2 separate regions of the Mus musculus genome follow, and region 2 is linked to region 1. The links are chromatin contacts, called in public Hi-C maps. All regions are on one chromosome and are shown on one strand. The core of a region is the stretch at or near the end of the contact, and the rest is flanking DNA. Distances in the headings are between cores, read along the strand shown.

Region 1 (5,015 bases), core at 1,019-3,518:
ATTTTTAGTTTAATTGGCTTATATCTAAAATATAACCATTAGTAATTCATATATATGCATGGACATATATATGATTTAGTGTGTATTTATAGGTGTGTTCACATGTGCTTGCATGCACACACACATACAAATACCAGGAAACAATTTTCTGGGGTCTGTTCTGTCTTTCTACCATGTGAGTCCCAGGGACTGAACTCAGGGCATCAGGCTTAGCAGCAAGCCCCTTTACCCACTGAGCCCTCTCACCTGCCCTCGTCCATCTTCACATCGACACTGACCCCTCATTCCTGAGAGGAAAACTGACAAAATAACTGCTTATTACAACTTCCCTTTGTGTTCCCCGTGTCCCACGTCTTCACCCTATGTCATCTGTTCCTCTTTCTCCCGGCCTGATCTCACCCAGGCAAAAGGAAAATGTGTCCTTTGAAGATTTCCAATCATCAAACACTGTGTGACTTTGTCCATGAGACACCTGGAAACACTACACTGCCTTGGGCATGTAAGTTAAACACTGAGCTGTGCCGTGCTTCTCCAGCTGAAAAGTTAAAGCCACTTGGGACACAAGGCCAAGCACCTTTGCACCTGAGTCTTTGAGGGGACGCTGCCTGGGCTCATGGTGTTCTTTCCGTAACAACTTTAGTAAGTGTAGCTTCCTGTGGACATGGGTACTGCAGCTGGCAAGCCCCTGCTCTGGTCTTCAGCAGGCTTCTCTAAAGACACGAGGTCTCAGGGGAAGATATATATATACATATATGTATGTATGTATATATGTATGTGTATATGTGTATATGTATATATGTATATATACACATGTGTGTATGTGTATATAAAATAACAATTTATATATAAATACTATACATTATTTATAAATTATGTATAGTATTTATATATAAATAATTTATTTTATATGTAAAATATGTTGTCTATTATTTTAATATATAATATACATTTTATATATAAAAATTATACACACACACACACATATATGCTTACCCTTGTCTCTCCCTGATCCCAGACCTACCCCAGCCATTAGCCACAATACCTCAAGATCTGTGCTTCCATCCAGGAAGCATGGGAAGCAATGGGGTCAGGGACAGCATTTATAGGGAGTCTGTGTGATCACTTCAGTTATCAGAAGGAAGTGGTTTGCGTCAACATGTCTTAGTAGCTAGTGTTGGTTTAGACTTTGGAAATCTAACCCCAAGTGGTTTATTTTAGGCATATTTCAGTGTAGCACAGTTTGGTGAGATCTTCCTGGTGATAATTAATTCAATCCCACAAGCTCAGTAAAGCTTAAGATGTGAATGCATCAAGATTCGTTGTAAAGTACATATAACGCCTGTTAAAGCGTGGGCTTTTCTATGCCTGACCTTGCTCTGAATAAATGACACAGAGACCTTTATATTATTTAACAAGCTTCAGGTACTATAGTTGGGCAGAGTTTAAGCTATTCTACCCTGATAATGCTGGTCTTGCCTACTTTCCAGCCATATGGCGCCTTACCTGCCAGTTTTTGGTCTCTCCCTGGCCTTCATTTGTGTCCCAATAGCGACTCACCAGGTCCCACCTGAGATCTTCTCCCCTCCCCACCCCCTCACGGAAGTCCCGCCTCTCCTGCCCAGTTATAAGCTGTTACGCTCTATATTAACCAATCAGAAGGTGATGGAAAGCAATATCTTACAAAATAGCGAATCAGGAAATGCTCCATAATAATGACAGTTCCAAAGTCCAGACAGCCACCAGGTCTCTAGATACTGACATCAGCATTTAATACACCGTGCACAAAAACATCCCACAGACAACTTTCCACAAAGTTCCGCAGAGTGACAACCTCACAGTAAGGGCCGGATCCAGTGTGGTCGCAGCCACACAGACAGCACACAGGTCACCAAGCTCTTAGCCATTTCCAGTCCCAGCCTTCTGGGCAGATTGCAGGCTATCCACTTTTCCCTTTGAAGGGTCAACTCGTATGATGAACATCCAGGTCCCCTAACGCTTGTCGGTGAGCGCAAAGACCTCCGTGCCTCCGACAGGCACCCACCCCGGGAGAGACGGAGGCTGCTCTAACGTGTAACTCTTCACCTTGGCAAAGTCGAGCCTTGCCATTCTCCCAGAATCTAAATATAGGCAGATTGTTAAATGAACCCGAAGCTCTCCACAGCTTCCTTTTGGGTTTTAATTCAGCCATTGGCCAACAACGATCACCTCAAAGGCTAGCCCGCCCCTCTCCCTCTCCAGAGGTCAGAGGAGAGGGTAAGGCTGAAAGTCCAAGTTGTTGCTTCACTTGGCTGTTTCCCTTGGCAACCAGCCTCTGTCTGAAGACTACCCAAGAGGCCCTAAACATCAGAAATCCCGTTAGCATCCAAAAGTCACATCATTTCTGAGAACTGACACGCGGTTTGGTGTAGCTGTATGCCAGGAAGTGGGATACAGACCAAAATATCCATATTTTTTTTTCTACTATGTCAAATCTGCTCACATTCTAAAAAGCCGTAACGATGTCATTTCCAAAGGAGGGGCCGTCCTTCTACACACAACTCCCCTCACGGCGATTGCAAGTTCTTACTATCTATTTTTAAATATCTGTGCACAGAAAAGGAAACAAAATACGAGAAGCACTTCACAGATCCAGACGCGCTTGTCTGGGTTTGGGTCGCTTAGCTGTTTTGGAAAGCTGTTCCCACAGCCCTGAGCAGTAACAGCCAATTGTATAGTTGCCCACAGCAACCCCAAAAGGTTAGGACCATAGCCTCGCTGAGAAGGAGCCGGGACTTATGCCCAAAGTAGAAACATTAAATAGGAGGAGGGTCCTGAAGGAATATTTTGGTCATTGCCAAAGAAATAAAAAGGATGACCTCTCCCCACATACACACTGAAAATTAGATTAAACCAGATGAGAACAGTAGATGTGTTCCCCAGGGCCAAGAAGAGAGAATGTCCTTGGTGGTTAGGGCATGAAGGCTAAGGAATCTGCAAGGGAGATGGGTTGTCTATTGGCCTTCCTTTGGGGTGTGTGGGACAATTTTAGAGTATTGAAAGCTACTTCGTGTATCTGGCCTCCTTTAGCGAGCAATCAAATGTCACCAATCCTTGCTACAATCTTTCTTCCTGTGGTTTCCACTCACCCTGGCCCCAAAATTGTACATAAAAAAAGAAAAAAAAAACCTGCTGAAATAAATGATTCGTACGTTTTCAATAATTTCTATATAGCACGTTGGCATGTGTTCTATTTTACAATGAAATGGTTTAAATAGTAATAATTCGCCAGAGCATATTCCCCAGGGTGAGTTGCACAGTCTGTCAGGGCAGGGGAGGCTAGAGGAGTTGGTCGCAGTATGAGCAGTGTGACTTCTCACATCACGGGGGACCTGAAAGTGGGGTACTAGACCAGAGGCAGGGGTGGATTTAACCCTCAAAGGCCTTCCCTACTTCAGCCAGCCAGGCCATCCACTGAAGACTCGTGGCCTCCAGAATGCTGTCAGCAATCTCATTCCATAGCCATCTGCTCCCCCTTCCTGAGAGGACTGCTACACTCAGGTCAAGAAGGCCTCTGCGGGCAGGCAGACCTGCTGGGCTCTCTCTTCCCAGGACATCACATTCTATGCTTATCCCATTTCTATGCCCTGCCCACCTTCGTGGCATCTGGGTGTGAAATAGGCATCTTTACCTCAGCCCGGGAGTGAAGTCTCCTTGGATAGATCAAACTCTGAATAAACAAATTTGCTACACTTTCCTCTCATTGGTCTATCTACTGTGACATTTGTCTTATTTAGGGTTACTATTGCTGTGACGAAACACCACGACCAAAATCAACTCAGGGGGAGGGGAAGGGGGGAGTGGGGAGTGTTCATTTGGCTTATATTTCCCCATTTAGCCCATTACTGAAGGAAGTCAGGACAGAAACTCAAGCAGGGCAGGAACCTGGAGGCTGGAGCTGATGCAGAGGCCATGGAGCAGGGCTGTTTAGTGGCTTGCTCCTCAGGGCTTGTTCTGCCTACTTTCTTATAGAACTCAGTACTACAAGCATGGGGGATGGCGCCACCCACCATGGCCTGGACCCTCCCCCATCAAGCACTAATTAAGACTTGCCTACAGGCCCATCTCAAGGAGGCTTTTCAGGAATTGAGGTTCCTTCCTCTCTGATAAATGTAGCGTTTGTCAAGTTGACATAAAACTACCCAGCACAATTATAAAGGGGAGGAAAGGACACCCTTTTCTGTCACTACACTTGTTTAAAAGTAAAATAAAAAGAAAACGTTTAAAAAGTCTTCCAAAGTCAACACTTAAAGAACTACTGTGGAGAAAGAAACATTTCCCCACTACAAGACTTCTCAGAGTCTTTAGTACACTGCTGGCCATGAAAACTCTCCAAGGAGTTACCAAGATTTCAGGCCAGGCTAGATTACAGAGAGACCCTGTCAAATCAAACACTGACCACAAACTGACTTAACTCAAGTTCTGTGCGTCACAGAATGTTTCAAAAATGATCGCACACCTCCCCCGCAAAGAAGGCAAGCTATTCTGTGTTTAAAGTCCTTGATGAATGGACAGCCGTGTAGCAATGAGGTGGACAAAGGGTATAACGTCAGGGAAACAGTCTGGGTGGGGAACCGCAGCAAGGTCTACCTGCTCAGTTTCTCCGTCTCTGTGCTGTGTCCCTCCTGGGAATGACACAGAACCTCTCTCGAACAAACTCACCCCCATCTGCTACCAAAGCAAGCCTGTCAGAATTTTTCTTTAAGCCCGCTTCTACATAGAAAGGCAGTAGGAACCCCGAGTGGTGGAGGCACTTGGACACAATTCAGCCATGACCAGCACCTGTCACTGGCCTGTCAGTGCGCAGGCTCGGGTTTCTCTTTTCCTCTCATCTGTGCCCCAGAGCGCCTAGGTGGGTCCTTGGCTGGCCTCACCCTGATGCTCACTGCGCAGATGCAGAGCTAGTGGCGGCATTTCCATTTTTGGTTTCCAGAGTCAGCCCCTGCCTGCAAGGAGCTCTTCATGTCTCCCAGCTCCTT
Region 2 (5,015 bases), core at 1,524-4,023, 160 kb before region 1:
TAATAAAGTGAAAATAGTGTAAATAGTATGTTTGACATTACAAAAAGGGATTTACATAGGATGCCTATTAATATTTAAATCAAGTGGCTTACACAGTAGGTGTTTCCTACTTCGTGTAACTATTGGCCAATGAGAGGCTTTCTTTCTGCGTTGATTGACTGAGTATCTTATGGTGGTTTGGATGAGAAATGTCCTCCTATAGGCCCTGTACCTAAATATATGGTATCCAGTTGATAACCCCTTTTGGGGAAGTTGTGGAACTTTTAGGAGATAGGACCTTGCTGTAAGAAGTACGTCACTGGGAGAGAGCTTAGAGAGTTTACATTCTCTTCTTCACTTCTCTCTCTCTGCTTGCCACTTGCTCAGCACCTGCTCCTGCCATGATGCCTACCAATGACCGCTGTGCTTTCCTGCTATGCCTACCAATGACTGCTGTACTTTCCTGCTATGACGGACTCGAATCTCTCTGAAATCATCAGCCCACATAAACATGCTTGGATACATTTCCTTGGCTGTGGAGTTTTATCACAGCCACAGAAAAATAACTGATATGCATTTCAACACCATGACAGGGAACTCATCTTCCAACCCTGTTGTTCTCAGAGTAAGGCCATCGTCTCCATTTGAGCTTGCCTAGTGGATGCAATGATTCCAGGTGTACATAGACAACCGCCAACAAAGTAGAAGACCCACATGTGCCTTCCTACAGCTTAAGAAATGCTGACCCAAAAGGTCCCCCTTCAGGTTCTCCTACACATATCCTTTCAAGGATCAAATCCAATGTGGATCTGTATGTCAATCCAGGAGAATGAGATGGTGGGGATTGCATCCTAAGGGACCTCTGTCTCACCTTCCTTTGACATGTGGAATGTAACCACCCCAGCAAAATAAAACTGGTTTCCACTGGATGGTCCAGCTATGCTAGGAAATAGCCGTTGAGTAGACAGCCAAAGCATGTTATCATTTTAATAAATAATCCTGAAGAATTAATTATCTTAATCTGGAAGAGACTGCAACCCAGAGATGTTAAATAAATTGCTGCTGTGCCACACAGCTGGAAACTGGAAAAGTCTATATTAATAACCATCAAATAGATAGTTCTGAAATGCCAACTTGTGTAAGAAGCATTATAGCATTTCATTAAAAGGTAGATTATCATACTCCATACCCAGATACTCTGATTCAATAGCACCCCCCCTTCCTCTCTTCCTCATTTCTTCTCTTCAGATGGGTCTTGTGTAGTCTCAGTCTCCTGACTCTTCTTCCTCCACCTCCCAAGTAGTGAAATTACAGGTGCACAACACCTTTTATTTCTTTATTTCTAATAATCTTACTTAATTTAGACACAAGTAGCCTATAAACTATATTTTAGTCAAAGATCAGACTGGATATCATTTGAATAGAAGTCTGACTTAAAACAAAATGGAGCTAATTTTCAGGGAGTCCCAGAATCGCTGTCTATAAAAACGAGGTATCACTCTAAACATCCCTAAGGAAACATCCCATCATAGTCCCTCTGTAGTTTGTAGACATTAACCCCATCTACTGCCCACAGGGTGCTCCCTAATAGAAGAAGTATAAAGATAGCATATGTAAATGAAGAGAGTGAGGTCAAGAGAAACTTTACAGATTTTCTGAGCAACCATAGGAGAGTATTAGAAGATTTATGGTTGAAGGTAGTTAACTGTTTGGAGTACGGGAGGAATCTATCATGTCTCCAAATATTGATAGGCGTCATGGGTCCTGGATGCTCAGAATTAGCACTGATGTCCAGAAGCTAATCAGAGGCTCATTTTACTGTATTACAACTGAGAACAGACTGATGAACACTGTGCAGCCATATGAGGCTCTCAGCTTCACAAAGCACTCTGAATCTACCCAAGCAGAGCCGGGCGGACCCCATGCTTGTCCTCAATGCAGGGTACTCTATAAGAAATGAAGCACTGTGCAGATGTCTCTTAAGATCTGGTGCGATCCTCCTTCAATCACATGCTCTGCAAACTGACCTGAGTTCATTTTTCACTCCTGCCGTTTCTACTGAACTCTCCAGATGCTACATTTCATGCATTTTTGGTCTCCATTCTCCCAGATCAGTGGGATATGTCTGTCTCTTCATGTCCTCATAGCATCTAACTCTAAACCATGCTATATACACTTGGTGTATATACTTGGAAAATTAAAAAGAATGATCTAGAGCAGTGAGTAAGCACATTCAGATGACGACATTGACCAAGACAAAATGTGACTTTTTGGACATTTGTCCTGTTTTTATCACCTTTAAAAAAAAAACACCTTTTGAAATCACATTTGTCACAGAATACACTCACGGACCTTTGCACTTAAACTTTGTGGCAAAACTATTTCTCAATACACATGTCCTTTCCCCACTGTTCATCTTACTCACAGCCCCTAGCAAATCATGTAGACTTGAGCATACATCGTCCCCCATGCCAGAACCTGAACAATCCCCCGTGATACTTCTCTATTTCTATCTTAGGTAGAGGAGGAGCCCCAGCTAAATGTCAGGGGCAGAGTGGTGGTTGGAAGGAGAGGCAGGGACGTTGCTGAGAAATTTGCCTCCTGTAGCCTACCAAATTCTTCTGTTGACTAAGACTGGCAAATCATTAACACATGGTATAAAGCTTTTCTTTCTCTCCCCCTCTTGTTTTTAATTTCTTTCTTAAAATGTTTGTACATTTATCCGCTTACCCTGTGGGCGTGCCACACACATACAAATGCCCAGTGACACCCATGTGGAGGTCAGAGGACAACTTGCAACACGATCTCTCCTTCTACCACGTAGGGCATGAGGCTTAAACCCAGATGTTTTGGCTTGTCCACAATGTGGAAAAGTCACTGAGCCAATGTGCCTGCCCACCTGTTACTTTTGTTTTAAAGCTCTGCCATCTCCTGTTGCTGAGGCCTTTCAGAGAGAGCTACATCTGTCCCCTCGTCCTTTTCAGCCTTGATTCTTTTCACCATTTTACTTCTCCATGGGCTTAAACACCACTGGCTCTGCCCCCAACTCCCATCCTCAGAGCACCATGCTTCAGTCATTCCTATACTGTGGAATGACATCTCTCTGTCTCACCACATGGCCAAAGACATAAACCTTAACTTCTCTTCATTTCAAAAGTAAAACCCAGAAAGCCAACTGCAGTTCTTTTTCCAAACATGAGCAGAAGTATTATTAAGCAAAGACTGCTCCTCACACATTTCCCTGTTGGGTATCCAACAGGCTGGAAATGACACAACTAATATTCTGTAGGAATAGGGACAGTTATCCAAAGAAACAGTTATCCTTGGGCAAATAACAAAACAAAAATCTTTTTTTTTTTTTTTGCTCACTATGTTAGAACTTTAACATGAATTCCATATTACTAAAAATAAATAACTCTGGTTTAAAGTTTATTTATTCAAATAGAACAAGTTCTCAAAACATGTGTAATATTTGATCTTGCAATTTCACTTCCAAGAATGTATCTCTAATAATCAGAAAAAAAGGTACCACTATACCTACTTGATACTTCGTTGTAGCTTTATGTTTTTATAATGCAAATTATCAAACAGACGCACATGTAAGAAGAATACTCTCAGCTGCCAGGGGCCCAAATCTCGCGTGTTGTCAACATTTTCCCTAGTTCCTTCTCCATTTAGTTTCTGTTATTTTATTCACCTTTCTTTATATATATATATATGTATTTTATTAGGTATTTTCCTCATTTACATTTCCAATGCTATCCCAAAAGGCCCCCATAACCCCCCCACTTCCCTACTCACCCACTCCCACTTTTTGGCCCTGGCATTCCCCTGTACTGGGGCATATAAAGTTTGTAAGCCCAATGGGCCTCTCTTTCCAGTGATGGCCAACTAGGCCATCTTTTGATACATATGCAGCTAGAGTCAAGAGCTCCGGGGTACTGGTTAGTTCATAATGTTGTTCCACCTGTAGGGTTGCAGATCCCTTTAGCTCCTTGGGTACTTTCTCTAGCTCCTCCACTGGGGGCCCTGTGATCCATCCAATAGCTGACTGTGAGCATCCACTTCTGTGTTTGCTAGACCCCGGCATAGTCTCACAAGAGAGAGCTATATCTGGGTCCTTTCAGCAAAATCTTGCTAGTGTGTGCAATGGTGTCAGCTTTTGGAAGCTGATTATGGGATGGATCCCCGTTTATTCACCTTTCTGTTTTCACTAGAATAGCTTAAAATAAATGTCAACTTGACAGTCAACTAACTCATAGGGACTTCAATTTAAACCTCTGGGGCAAGGATTTTTTTTCTCCTTTTATTCAGGTTTATGGTGAAACTCAGTAATGATATTTCAAATTAGTATTACATTAATATCATTATTTTATATATCCAAGTAAGCAACAATTCCTTTGTGTGTGTATGGGTGTGGGAGTATGCATCTTCTGTCTGGGAGCCAGAAAAAGTACAGGGTATCCCGCACTCCTATTGTCTATCTTGTTCCTCTGAGACAGGATGTATCACTGAATCAGAATTCTGCTGCTGGCCAGTGATCTTCCTAGCCCTGGCTTCTACCACGCTATGGCAGGTCCTGGAGATCTGAACTCAAGTCCTCGTGTTTCTGCCACAAGAGCTCTTATTAGCTGAATCACCTCCCCGGTACAATGATAATTTCTTAATACCATCTAAATACAAGTAGAGTGCTGAAAGTGTCTTCTTACATGTTGTTTCAACACAAATCTAAAAGTTCTACAGGTCAGATTCATTAATAGTTCTCTTTTTTTTCAATTAATATGTATATATCTTGTCTCTATAATATGTGGTTATTTCTCTCCTTTGTGTTATTTCATTTATCAATTGAAGGAATCAAGTCATGTCATGTCATGTCATGTCATGTCATGTCATGTCATAGATATTACTCATGTTTTGGATTTGGTCAGTTGTGACGGCTCATGTCATTCAATGTCCCTTCGGCCCTGTAAACTAATGTCTCAAATGAGTTCAGGATCATGTTCCATTGTGTTTACTAATGCTCATAGGGCTCTGTG

What was found. A called contact is a pair of places that touch in the nucleus more often than the background predicts.
Region 2: a Hi-C map of liver shows a contact between it and region 1, with 2.4 times the contacts expected there. The contact joins two enhancer-like sites. A contact is called at or near these places in 3 of 39 promoter capture datasets (the 3T3-L1 cell line, the HPC-7 cell line and cranial neural crest), 10 of 484 Hi-C or Micro-C datasets (the HPC-7 cell line, cerebellum, large pre-B cells and 2 more), 4 of 115 datasets of contacts at active chromatin or transcription factors (bone marrow-derived macrophages, extraembryonic endoderm stem cells, hepatocytes and 1 more) and 3 of 9 other capture datasets (adipose tissue, liver and pancreatic islet).

What each region holds. Positions count from the first base shown.
Region 1 is chr10:95,677,859-95,682,873 of GRCm38.p6, reverse strand. No RefSeq gene overlaps it. Among named protein-coding and RNA genes, the nearest start is that of Gm33336, 48 kb to the right of the region's middle. Within about 2 kb of position 2,268, at least 88 of the 459 cell types and tissues checked have an H3K27ac peak or open chromatin away from gene starts, as enhancers often do. A contact at or near this core is called in hepatocytes and liver, where this site is marked.
Region 2 is chr10:95,834,434-95,839,448 of GRCm38.p6, reverse strand. The region is part of intron 1 of Gm33377 (a long non-coding RNA gene); the gene reads right to left. The region is part of intron 1 of Gm33543 (predicted gene, 33543); the gene reads left to right. Among named protein-coding and RNA genes, the nearest start is that of Gm33543, 6.0 kb to the left of the region's middle. Within about 2 kb of position 2,773, at least 3 of the 459 cell types and tissues checked have an H3K27ac peak or open chromatin away from gene starts, as enhancers often do. A contact at or near this core is called in hepatocytes and liver, where this site is marked.